Linked DNA regions of Mus musculus: regions 1 and 3 are each linked to region 2. A link is a contact called in public Hi-C data. All regions are on one chromosome and are shown on one strand. Each heading gives the region's core, a stretch centred on a gene start, on an enhancer-like site or on the middle of the called end of the contact. The rest is flanking DNA. Distances are from core to core; before and after follow the strand shown.

Region 1 (3,984 bases), core at 1,317-3,816, 140 kb before region 2:
CATATGTATCAAAAGATGGCCTAGTCGGCCATCACTGGAAAGAGAGGCCCATTGGACACGCAGACTTTGTGTGCCCCGGTACAGGGGAACGCCAGGGCCAAAGGGGGGGAGTGGGTGGGTAGGGGAGTGGGGGTGGGTGGGTAAGGGGGACTTTTGGTATAGCATTGGAAATGTAAATGAGCTAAATACCTAATAAAAAATGGAAAAAAAAAACTATCAAAAAAAAAAAAAAAAAAAAAAAAAAAGAATATTGCACCACAAAACAGTTCTCCCACACAGCAATGTAACCTTTCTCTAGGCTGCCCTACCTATCAGAATTGACAGTAGAGCACAAGAGAGGTGTGTCCTGCCGGCTTCCATGCTAGGAGCCTTTCTGGCTCCCAACAGCTGAAGAAACTCTCCTTGGGAACAACAGCCATGCTTCTTGGCCTCAGGGTCACCTCTGAGGTGTTTCTCATCAGCTTTTCATGCCTGCTCTTCTGTTCCTCTTTTGAAGTCTGAGAATGATCTTCCTGGCTGTCCTTCCTGCAGACCTACCTGCTGCCTGTGAACTTGGTACTTTCTTCCTGGTGTCTCTGCTGGACCTTCCTTCTGCCCATTTATTTTCATTGGCCCCTCATACTTTAATGGCATTTAATTTCTGTCTCAATTACAGGTCATAGTTAATTGCACACCAGGAACAAACATAACCAGTACCTACCAGTTCTAGACAAGAACTCTCTCTAAGGCCTATGACTTCCAGTCTTTGTACACATATATCCTTACTCAATAAAGGTGTTCAAAAATGTCATTACCATGAGTAATCTGGAATACATAGATTAAAGACCTAAGACATTCTATCTGTGTTCTGTGTTCTATGTGCATAGCCAGAGTGATAAGGGACACAGACATTTTTTTTTCTTTTTGAAACGCAGCCTTCATTCACTTACAGTTCCACAAGAGAGGCTTAAGAAAGTTATTGAACCATGACACAACTACTAGATTCCAGGAGTGACCTACATTTTAAACTTAAGACCAATGAACCAGCTCACAAATTGGATTGGCAAAACAGTATTAAAACTGACCCAAAAGGCAAGCCTCCGTGGAAGAAAATTTTCTTAGTGTGTATAGGATTTATTAGTCTCCCAGCTTCATCAGGGGCTCCTCTCACCAAGAAATTGAAGAGGCTTTTTGGAAGAAAGCAAATGGACTCTCATCCGCAGAGGCTCTGCCTGTTCATCTCTGTGTAGCTCTGCCCATGAGGTCTTCCTTGAACACTGGCTCACAGTGCACACAGCTTGCTACCTCCGATGTCTGCTTCGCCTCTGCAGCTCTCTCCTCCTTTCCATCCTTTTCAAATTCTGATCATTTTCCTAAAGTATTCTATCATGCACTTATTACATCTATTGTGTGTTGTATTCCTTGTTTTGCCCATGTTGTACACGGATGCACACCAAGAGTCTACAACAGTTCCCTACAACAGCAGGCCCTCGACTACTTCTAAAAATGGAAATCAGTGATTTAAAACGTTCCCTTCAGGAGTAATTCTGGGCTGGTAAGATCGGTGAAAAGCCTTAAGTGGAACTCGATAACCTACAAAGACTAAAGGGGTTAAGCATGCCCCGCAACAAAGAAAAGTGTGCATTTGTGCTTACATAAATCTCAGGGAAAGAATGGAGAAAGCAAACGACGATAGCTGAGTGTGTAAAGCCCTTGCTGTGTTAGCGTGGGGGTCTAGGTTTGAATCTCCAGAGCCCACATGAAGCTGAGCATTGCAGTGCCCTGATACAAACTTATTCCTGAGATGGCCACCAGTCAGCACAGTGTCTTTACTGGCTATGTCAGGAGGGAGTTTATATCAGTCACATTCATTGAAACATAAACAGAGGGGAGGAAAGCAAGTTTGTCTAACTAATTTTGATTACCTTTTCTAATTTCTGAGCACTACTCTATGAGGTTTCTGCCTTGAAACTTCTGCCCTACCTGACAGGAGGAAGAAAACAAAGGAACCAGGAGCTCTGCACTGAGCAATTTCTTCAGTCTGTTTGTCTCTGAACTGGAGAGACAAATAGCCCCTCAGCCAGAAGCATCGAGGAATCCATGTGGCTTTCACTTGCAGAGTCTCTGCGCCCTCAGCCCGTAGGAGGCAACAGAGATGCTGGACATTATTTGTGTTGACTTGATCTTAAGCATCAGAATACCTTGTCAGGGTCGAACAGAAGAGTGAACGGGTGGCAAGGTATTTAGAGCCTTCAATTGTGAGTCCACCAAAGCAAAGCATGTTTTCTAAAAGCTCCCCTACCTTCTAACCTTGCTCAATCATCACATGTCATGACACCACCACTAAGATAAACATACTGTGTGCCTACGGCACCACCAGTAGGGGCTCAGACCATTCTCTGTAAGTATCAGGGTGAATCATGTGTCCCTAGAGAAAAGTAAGCTTCCAAGAAGCAGGTTGGGATGTTCCAGAGGTACTGTAGGAAATATTGATGCAAATTTTAGGAGATCTCTCATCTAAACAGGCACACACCCACACTACAATTAAATTCAGAGCTCATTTTCCTGAATTCACAGAAGGGATATAAAAAGCAGAGACAGGAGGTTGATCTAAATTGGATACTGTTTCCCTCATGCCTTTTAAAGACTCTGTACCTCCCTGGGATTTTTCCACCTTCACAAACCTGTTTTCCATAACTCTTTTGCTTCCATATTTTTGGCCTTGAATGTAGTAAAAGTAAAAAACTACTTGTTAAACCCACCAGAGATCAGAAGATGCAGTCTCTATTACAGTAGGCCCCAAAGACTATGCAACCTTCACTACATTTTAATTTCAAGCTAAAACGGTGCACCAAAAGGCAGATAAAGGAAAGCATCACAAGATGGGTAGAAATTCAAAGTATTTGGTAGCCTGTGTTTTCAGAGCATCTACTGGTGCCAGGGAATGAAACCCGATCATTATATATTTAAGGAGAAAAATATGACTAACAATATAGACATGACCCTTTTCTCTTTTAGTAAGCAGATAGTGTTAAAGATAGCATTCGGAAATATTTTCCTACAGGTTCATGAGATGTGAGCCTGAAGAAACTTTGAATAAACCAATTGTGCATTTTCCTGCAAGAGAGTGAATTTTCACTTAGCCGTAAAAGCAATTTAGAGCTGTAGGTGATAAGGAGGGATGGAGGAGGTGAGGGTATTAAGTTCCATGTCTGCAGTAAATAGTTAATGGTATTGAACTTATTAAACATCAAATTCATTCAACCAACTATAGAAAACTGGGTTCTGGTTCCTATGTTTCTTGTCACCAGCTCTCTAACATTAGGGAAATTATCTTTTCCTGGGACCTTTGTGTCCTGAATTTTTAACTAATTAGATTTTTCTTTTATCTTAAAATCAGCTGAAAATAATGGGCAAATCATGCAGAGTCCCCTAGGACACAGCCAGCCATAAAGACAGAGCTGCAACACAAATAATGAGTGGCCACTCTTTCTCTGTCAAAGTCAAGACCAAAGTATTAAGTCTGTCTTAATTCTATGCGTGTGAGAGAAATAACCTTATTAAATTTATTCTAGTATATTACTCAGTTATTCTGTTCTGTTATTACAACTGTTGATGAGTTCCTATTCCAAATCCATTCTATCCTCTGTGTGTGTGTGTGTGTGTGTGTGTGTGTGTGTGTGTGTGTGCGTGTGTGTGTGTGTGTGTGTAGGAAAAATATAGTATATGCAGGATTTGGGACTTTTCAAGGTTCCAGGCATCCAATAGGCAGCTTAGAAAGTTTCCCCCATGAGAAAATAGGGACTACTGTATTTCTTTTTTATTATTCTTTATTTTGTAAATGCTTATAGTTTTCAAACAATAACTTTTCAAAATGTCTTAAGGGGAAGGAAACAGAACCACTCATGTTTATATTAGCTAGGCAGGGTAGCATAGGCATGCCTGTAATCTCAGAGCTTGCACATGCCTGTAATCTCAGAGCTTTCACATGCCTGTAATCTCAGA
Region 2 (3,782 bases), core at 10-2,509:
CTTTTAGTGCACGGACTTCATTTACTTATCTGGGATGTGGGCTTAAGCTGAAGAAGTCTGGGATGCAGGCAGTGGGCCCATCGCCGTTCTGAAAGCATCATTGAATTCTGACTCACCATTTATAGACACTGCCCTGGGCACTGTGTCACTCCCCTCACACCCCATGTCCCGGGTCACTATACCCCTTTTTGGTGCCTGCAATGTGATGACGAGCCATGTCATCAGATAAACTGCTCTCTTCTCTTCATTTACTTGATGTAAATACAGCCGGTGGATGTCACACCAATCAAACAACGCCCGCCCTTCGGCTAGCCAGTGCTTTTCTGCTACTTTGTTGTAAGCACATTGGACCCTCTGAGTCAGGCAAGATACATTGTAGACAACTGCTGGTTAACTCACATCTGAGTGGTTAAATTTAGACTTTATTCTACTGTCCTGAAAAGGGCTAGTTCCCCTTGGAATGTGGGTTTTGTTCCATTCTTGCCAAGTTTCCTGTAAAACTTTTTTTTTTGTTTTGGTTTTGATTTGTTGTTGTTGATGATGGGATGTTTTTGTTTGTTTGTTTGTTTGGGGGGTGTGTTTTTTGTTTTGGTTGGTTGGTTTTGGTTTTTCGAGACAGGGTTTTTCCTTATAGCCCTGGCTGTCCTGGAACTCACTCTGTAGACCAGGCTGACCTAGAACTCAGAAATTGGCCTGCCTCTGCCTCCCAAGAGAGAGGCAAGCCGCACAGGTAGCAGATCCCAGACTGTGGTTCTGGGACTGGCCAATGGAGGGCTCCACGGGCCAATTGCAAGCTGTCTGACTGAAGGCTCTGATCTCTCTCAATGTCTCTGCTAAACTGAGCATTTTTAACAACTTCGTACAGTCGCTGTGAAGCATACAGCGCATATTAGTATTTCACATGTGTTCCTTTCCTTCTCTTCTACCCCAGCCCCAACCCCCAAAATTAACGTTGCCAATTAAATTTGCCAAATAAGGCAAAGGCTACTGAGGTCGATTGCAGCTGCAAGATTAAGTCTCTCTGTCCCACCCAAGTGCTTAAGAAGTGTCCGGCACAATCCAAACTCCAAAGGATGTTAAATGCTGTTCCCCTGCCACCCACTCTAGCCGCCAGGGCCCCAATGCACATTAAAATAAGATTAGGGCAATGATTTAAGCTGAAAATTGGGCTGCCAGAGAAAGCACCGGCCTCACTCCTGGGGGATTAACTATACCTATGGGTACAGAGGCAGGCGCCTCCGGCTAGCTGACGTCAGCGCCCCCGGGTTGTTTTTGCCCCCCGCAGTGTGGGAAGGAATGGGAGTGGGGAGGATGCCGGAGTGCAGTGCCTCGCCAGCGCTAACATAGCCCACTGGCGCCCTCTCGTGGTACTCAGTCGAGTTGTTTCCTTTAAGAAAACAAAGCCAGGAGCCTCCGAATAGATAACTAATGGGACTTCCATACTTGTCCTCCTTCTCTTCCCAGGGTATGGAGAGTTTCCCAGCACGGTCACGGTCACAGAAAGCTGCTGATGAGAGAGTACTGGTACTGCTTTGTGGCAGACCTGAACAAACATCCAGTTTAGGAAGTGATAAGGACTTCAATATTTGGAGAGAGTTCTGGAATGTTCTTAGCAGTCTTCACAAAGAAAGCAGACTGCAGCAGAGGAGAGAGATTTAGACTGCCCTCCGTGAGCCAGCTTCTCATGGCGACAGCCTGGCTGACACTGCAAATGAGGCCCTGTGTTAGATCCACTCCACAGACTTAAGACAAGGCGTGGACCAGAGTCTCCAACAGCCTTGCTCAACAACAAAACAACAAACAGGAGGCAGTTACAGCTCCCGCCTTTCTACTTCCTGTGTCTATTTCACGAATCATGCCGAAAATAAGCAGTTAAGCTCTATCGTGCTGAGGAATAAATAATAAATGATTCTGACTCGACAGCAGGCAGATCTGGAGAGGAGAAATATTTTGTACACGCTGCCTTACTTCAGCAGGTGAGAGGAAGAAGACGCGTTCTGCAGACCTCCACCTGCCAATGAAGCACTGTGGTTCACAGGAGACAACATTCACTCACATCCCAACACAACCAGAAACATACACACACGTGTACACACACACATACATAGACACACAGTCATACACATCACACACACAGACACACACAGACACACACAAACATATACACACACATACACACATGCATAAACACACAGTTACACATACACACACAAACATATACACACACATACAAACATGCATAAACACACAGTTACACACATACACACAAACATATACACACACATACACACATGCATAAACACACAGTTACACATACACACACACCAGAAATGTAACTTGGTAATGTTTGATTAAGGAAACAGGAAGCCATTAGCTATCTCTGAACTCTGAGCTCCTGTTACAAACCACCACATCAACAAACTGAACGAGTATTTATTTGTTCACTTATTTATTTTGAAACATATTGGTTCCCTGAAGCCCAGTCTGGCCTTGAACTCCTGGTTGTCCTGCATCTGCCTTCTGAGTTCTGTGCATTCATACCTAAGCCACCACACATAACAGGTGTATATGTTTTGTCACAGAAAGCAGGGAGTTCAGTCCATCATCAACAGCCCCATCCTTCAACCAGTTATAGGCAGCCTCCTGCACTGGTTTGCCTTCTGTTGATATGATAAAACATCAAGCAAAAAAAACAAGTGGGGAAGGAAAGTTTTACCTTACCACTTATAGCTCACCATGAAGGAAACTCAGGGTAGAAACTAAGGACGACCCACGAAGACAAAGGGAGCAGAAGAGCAATCGGGGCCTGGATGGCTGTGAACTTCTGGGACTTAGCTTCAGAGAGATAGCTCATCGTATTGCTACAGGGGTGAATTATATAAGAGTTCTGAGGGTTGCCTACAGGAAGAGCTGATTGGTCACAAAACAGCACCGAATTATCATCTGGACAAGAAGAAGAGCCAAGACTCGTGTACTGAATCACAAATCACCTGCAGGAGACTCTCGGCAAGGTCGTCTCAGAATAAGACATCTGAGCTGAGAGATGCTCTCCCATTAAGGCTGGGCAGAAAAGAGGAAATCCCACTGAGAAAGGGTGTCCTCCATGTGCTGACCTTGGAGAGCTCTCTGGACATGATGGACTGAGACCTTAATAAAAGGGTCCTCCAGCAATAGTCCAACACCTCAGTTTCATGTTTCTAATCTCCCAAGACTAAAGGAGATGATTACTGGAGGGGGATAGTAGGGAGGGTGGTATTTGCTTGCTTTGAGACAGGGACTCACTCTGTAACCCTGGATGGCCTGAAACTTGCTATGGTAGACCAAGCTGGCCTTGAGTTATTGAAGATCTGCCTGCCTACTTCTGCCTCCTGAGTGTGGGGATTGAAAGTGTGCAGTATTCCTGTTGCTTTTAAGACACTCACTCTGTGGCTAACTTTAAAGGCAATCCTAGGAAATTCATCAAAAGACGTGCAACACAAAACATGTCACAAGTGGCCATATGTGAAACACAGCAGAAGATGATAATTTTGGATGCAGCCATGAGGAAAGATGTCTTTGAGCATGTGACATTGTAGCCGGTGGTATCTGGAAACATCCAGGAAATGGTAGGAGGAAGGTCAGCGGAAATAAGACCTAGAATCAACCAGAAAAGCATTATTTTGGGACTACGGCTCTTTTGACTTTAGGATCCTTAGAGTTATCTCAAAGTGTGTTCCTTGGGCTCTCACACGGTCCAACCACACAAATCCACACATCAGCCATGACTAGAGAAGGATGGCTGA
Region 3 (4,046 bases), core at 634-3,133, 240 kb before region 2:
CCTTCATGGCTCTCTATGCCTCCCCCTTTATCTATCTGATAATATAGAAACCACAATAGTTTAAAAAAGAAGAAATTTCAGCTGGTGAAGAGAGGCTCAACAGTGTAACCTCGCTCTATGCCAGCATCAGAATCACAAAGTGTTGAGCCCATGTTAAAGTCCAGCTAGATTCCCATATCTCAGCAAAATCTACCCATGATCCCATGAGCCAGGATGAGTCAGGCTAACAGAGTAAATGAATATAACCTTTTGACCTCTGCTCTCAGGAACAAAGCCAAACCACAGGAAAGTCTCACACTTTTCCCCCCAACAGAACCAAAATGTAAAAAAGTGTTGAAATCTAGTGTGGTCTGCTTATTTTGCTAGCTAAAAGTGAAGTTTTTAAAAAGAGGGGAAGTAACTATTAATATCACTATCAATTTCCCAGAACAACAACTCTGGAAAATCCATTCCGGCTAAGGAATTTTCAATAATATCTGCTACCATTCACCCTGTGATTACCATGACAGTCACTTAGGGTATATAATCTACATCATTATCTACAACAATTCCATGAAGTAGGAATTGTGTTCAACTTTTATGAATAAAGTCCAGTCATTTAACCCCCAAAATATTTAGCTACTAAATGGCAGAGTGGATATTCAAAAGCCATCTTGTCAGACACTAAAACCCAGGTTCCTCACCCCATTTATGACACTACCCTTCATAATAATAGGTCCTAAACACAAAGAAACAAACAATTGAATAAAAATCTATTGAGGAAAACACGTGAAAAGCTTGTCAGAAAAAGAGCTATACATTCCTGAAAGGTGCTACATGGAATCTACATGCTCTGAGTTCTGCCTTGATGCATGTGTCCAAGAATGTATAGGCAAATGGTCCCCGTGTACCATTTCTTAACATGTATTTTTCTCATCCTGAAGAATTCCCTTACTTCTTTGTCTTACTTTCACATAGGAAGCTGTGAATTCCCTTGTCTAGACCCTAGGATCTCCTTTCTTGAATAGCTCTAACTTCCTTCCTGCCAGTCTCCTAATACCATTGGCAAAGCTGTTTTCCATATCTGCCACTTTCACAGTATATCTTAATGTGAGTTCCCTGTGCTTTCCCATGGATCTACTAATTGCCTAACTGTGGGTACTTCCCTTGAGGAGCCCAGCCTGCTCTACCTGTCTGTTCCCTCTCCTACTATAACCAGCTGCTTTACTTATTACCTATTACAGAGGCTATTCTACACCCTCCATCCTAGACAATCTGGCTCCTTAATGTTCCTCCTGATCTCAAAGCTGCATACTGTCTATTCCAAGTCATATTTGTAGAACTGGCTGCCAAGGAAGAAATGCGAGGTTGGCACAGCCTTTTGGACAGAGCTACCTGTCTGTTCACCCTAGGAAACCCCCTTTCACCAAATTATTGCATTCACCAATTAGAATGAAGCTGAGAGACCATGCCTGATGGATTTGCTATGCAAGCTTTTATCTGGGCAGACAAGTGAGTCTGTATTCTAGGAAGAATAGCATCAAATGTAGGGTAGAAGCCGGTGTTCACTTCATTCAACAGTTTTCTTCCCTGTTTTCAAGTCTATATTTCAAAATGAAAGAACTCTGAGGACTAGAAGATGGTGTGCTCTCACTGAGCAGTATTCTTTTCTATTTTTAGCCATTCCTTAACCAGGCTGCAGAGGATTTGTTAACTTGGGATACATACGTGAACATCCAGGGAAGCAACCTTAGTGGCACTCTAACAGTTCACAAAGGATAATGTCACCATGTGTGTTAAGACACAACATCTCTCAGGTTCTTTTTTCTGGGCTGTATCAGCTGTAAGGCGAGAACTGCCAGTGTCTTTTATTTGTCGCTCAGTAGAAAGTATTTGCCTGAAAAGGAAGACAGCACACATGAGAGCCAAGAGGAGGAGGGAGCCCTGCCAACGTCACATGCACTGTTGGATTCAGCCGTGCCTGTGGACAAAATCATTGCTTGGACTTTCGAGTGATGCAGCCCAATAAATCCATATGCTTTTGTAGCTTAAGCGAGGGTGGTTGAAATATTTATATCACTTGCAGTTCCCTGAACTCTAAATAATAAACACTGTGTAGTTCAGAGTCAAGATGGCTGTGTGAGGCATTTTTCAAAATAGGAAACAGATGGTTCTCTCAAATTGGATAATTTGGGAGCATAGTTTAAATTAGGTTCTGTTTATGAAGGTGTGGGCAGAGTGAACTGGAACCACAGGGCTGGAGAAGGGCTATAACAACCAATAACACTCAAGGGCAGGGGACAGTTACCTGAACACAGAACGAGAGAGTCATGAAGAAACAGTAACCCTGGAGGAAAAAAAAGAAAAACCAAAAAAACCATGCTTGATCTAGCCAAGGTGATGGCTGGTTTACAGTGAGCACATAGGGGAAGTGGAGAACTACATCTCCTGCCTCCTTCTAGTAATCCCCTGCTTAGATGCCCACTGGCCACTCAACTGAAGCTCAAAGATGCCTCCGACGCGACTCACACAAGTCTGTTTCCTCAGGCAGAGAGATCCAGAGTGATAGGGTGAAAGTCGGCCTACAGTTCAAGACAAGGATACTCAGTATGGTCTTTCCCTTCACCCTTGTCCTTTGTCCCTCCTCCAGGTAAAGGGTGCATGTTCTCATCTCAAGAGAGATAAACATAAAATCCTTGGCTTTGGCCTTATCATGGAGTGGCATAAAGTTCCCTTGTTCCATCTTCCAAGGTCACAACTGGGTATAACTGTTGTGACCTATGCTTTTTGTCCACAATGGCAACCACTGTGAACTCCCCATGAAATCACAGTCACTTCAGAGAAAGACTGAAGTGCAGTAGAAGGAGTCACAGTGTTCATGAGCCATTCGCTCCTGTAGGCAACATACTCAGGATTGGAGTTGCATACAGCGCTTCAATATTCTAGTAAAATGTTATTGCTTATATTCCCCTTTTAACTCTGTGGATCAGGTAATAGTTCAAAATAATGTAAAGTTCAAGTCACATAATTGTTCTATAACTTGGAATGGAGTGTTTAGTATCTGCCAGAACTTAGTGCAAGCCAGAGTCTAATTTGCAAATAGAAAGTAGATTGTCAGTAAAGGAGGGCATGGAGTTACTCCAGAACCATGACTCTCTGAACTGTTGATTTTCCAATCCAGTTTGCCAGGGACTCGCAGAACATCTATGTCTGCCACATACACTTACTTTATTAATAGGTGTGCTAAGTTATGAAAGCAGATCTTCCTGCGTTATAAGCCAAGACCAACTTATAGAGCTCATTATCACCAGAGATATGGAATAAATGTGTAACCTCATGAATTATCAATAAACAAGCAAAAAGACATATAGAAATATGCTCATGATCTTCAAAATGCTAATTTTAGGTATGTCCTTTTTCTAAGGCATGGGTATTACGTAAGTTGTAGCAACTCAGACAGGATATCAGTTTATACTCTCTGGCCCACTCATATTTCAAGATGTTTTTATCCAGCCCTCTAGAGTATGCCTATCTTATTAATCATCTGGAGTCCTTGCTACCTCTTCCTTGGCAGTCCCAGGTAGCACCTTACCATCGTGTAGCAGAAAATGGGGTCATCAACAAAGAAACAAAACAATCAAGACCCATCAGGATCAGACTTTAATGCAAGATTCTGTCTATCTTTGTACTCCACAAATTTGGTGAAGATTATTCCAGAATCTCATTTGGTTGTCCTGCTCTCCACGGCCTCTCCTGGTACCAACACATCATCAGTACAGTACTAATGATAGCATTATTCATGGTTACTGCAGAAAAGAAATGATACTAGGGTACATTCAAATTACAGTAATTCAGAGGAAGCTAAACAAAAGGATAAGATGGTGTCTAGAGGAAATCCAAACTGACAGCACATTATTCCAGGTTGGTATCACTCATACTTCAAAAGATGGCAATGAGAGAAAGTAATTGTCCTAATCTAGACGTTGAGAGACAAGTACAGACGGTGATTTTTCACAGTCTAATGAAAGTGTTCCAGGAGAAGGGAACGCTGAGTGCAGACTCTTGGG

Evidence for each region. A called contact is a pair of places that touch in the nucleus more often than the background predicts.
Region 1: a Hi-C map of uterus shows a contact between it and region 2, with 6 times the contacts expected there. The contact joins two enhancer-like sites. A contact is called at or near these places in 4 of 484 Hi-C or Micro-C datasets (cortical neurons and uterus) and 3 of 115 datasets of contacts at active chromatin or transcription factors (astrocytes, fibro-adipogenic progenitors and neural progenitor cells).
Region 3: a contact with region 2 is called in a Hi-C map of uterus, with 6 times the contacts expected there. The contact joins two enhancer-like sites. A contact is called at or near these places in 7 of 484 Hi-C or Micro-C datasets (cerebral cortex, liver and uterus) and 3 of 115 datasets of contacts at active chromatin or transcription factors (astrocytes, fibro-adipogenic progenitors and neural progenitor cells).

The regions. Positions count from the first base shown.
Region 1 is chr3:137,606,670-137,610,653 of GRCm38.p6, forward strand. No RefSeq gene overlaps it. Among named protein-coding and RNA genes, the nearest start is that of Ddit4l, 15 kb to the right of the region's middle. Within about 2 kb of position 2,567, at least 72 of the 459 cell types and tissues checked have an H3K27ac peak or open chromatin away from gene starts, as enhancers often do. A contact at or near this core is called in cortical neurons and uterus, where this site is marked.
Region 2 is chr3:137,751,757-137,755,538 of GRCm38.p6, forward strand. No RefSeq gene overlaps it. Among named protein-coding and RNA genes, the nearest start is that of Mir6380, 30 kb to the right of the region's middle. Within about 2 kb of position 1,260, at least 96 of the 459 cell types and tissues checked have an H3K27ac peak or open chromatin away from gene starts, as enhancers often do. A contact at or near this core is called in cortical neurons and uterus, where this site is marked.
Region 3 is chr3:137,511,263-137,515,308 of GRCm38.p6, forward strand. No RefSeq gene overlaps it. Among named protein-coding and RNA genes, the nearest start is that of Gm4861, 39 kb to the right of the region's middle. Within about 2 kb of position 1,884, at least 34 of the 459 cell types and tissues checked have an H3K27ac peak or open chromatin away from gene starts, as enhancers often do. A contact at or near this core is called in uterus, where this site is marked.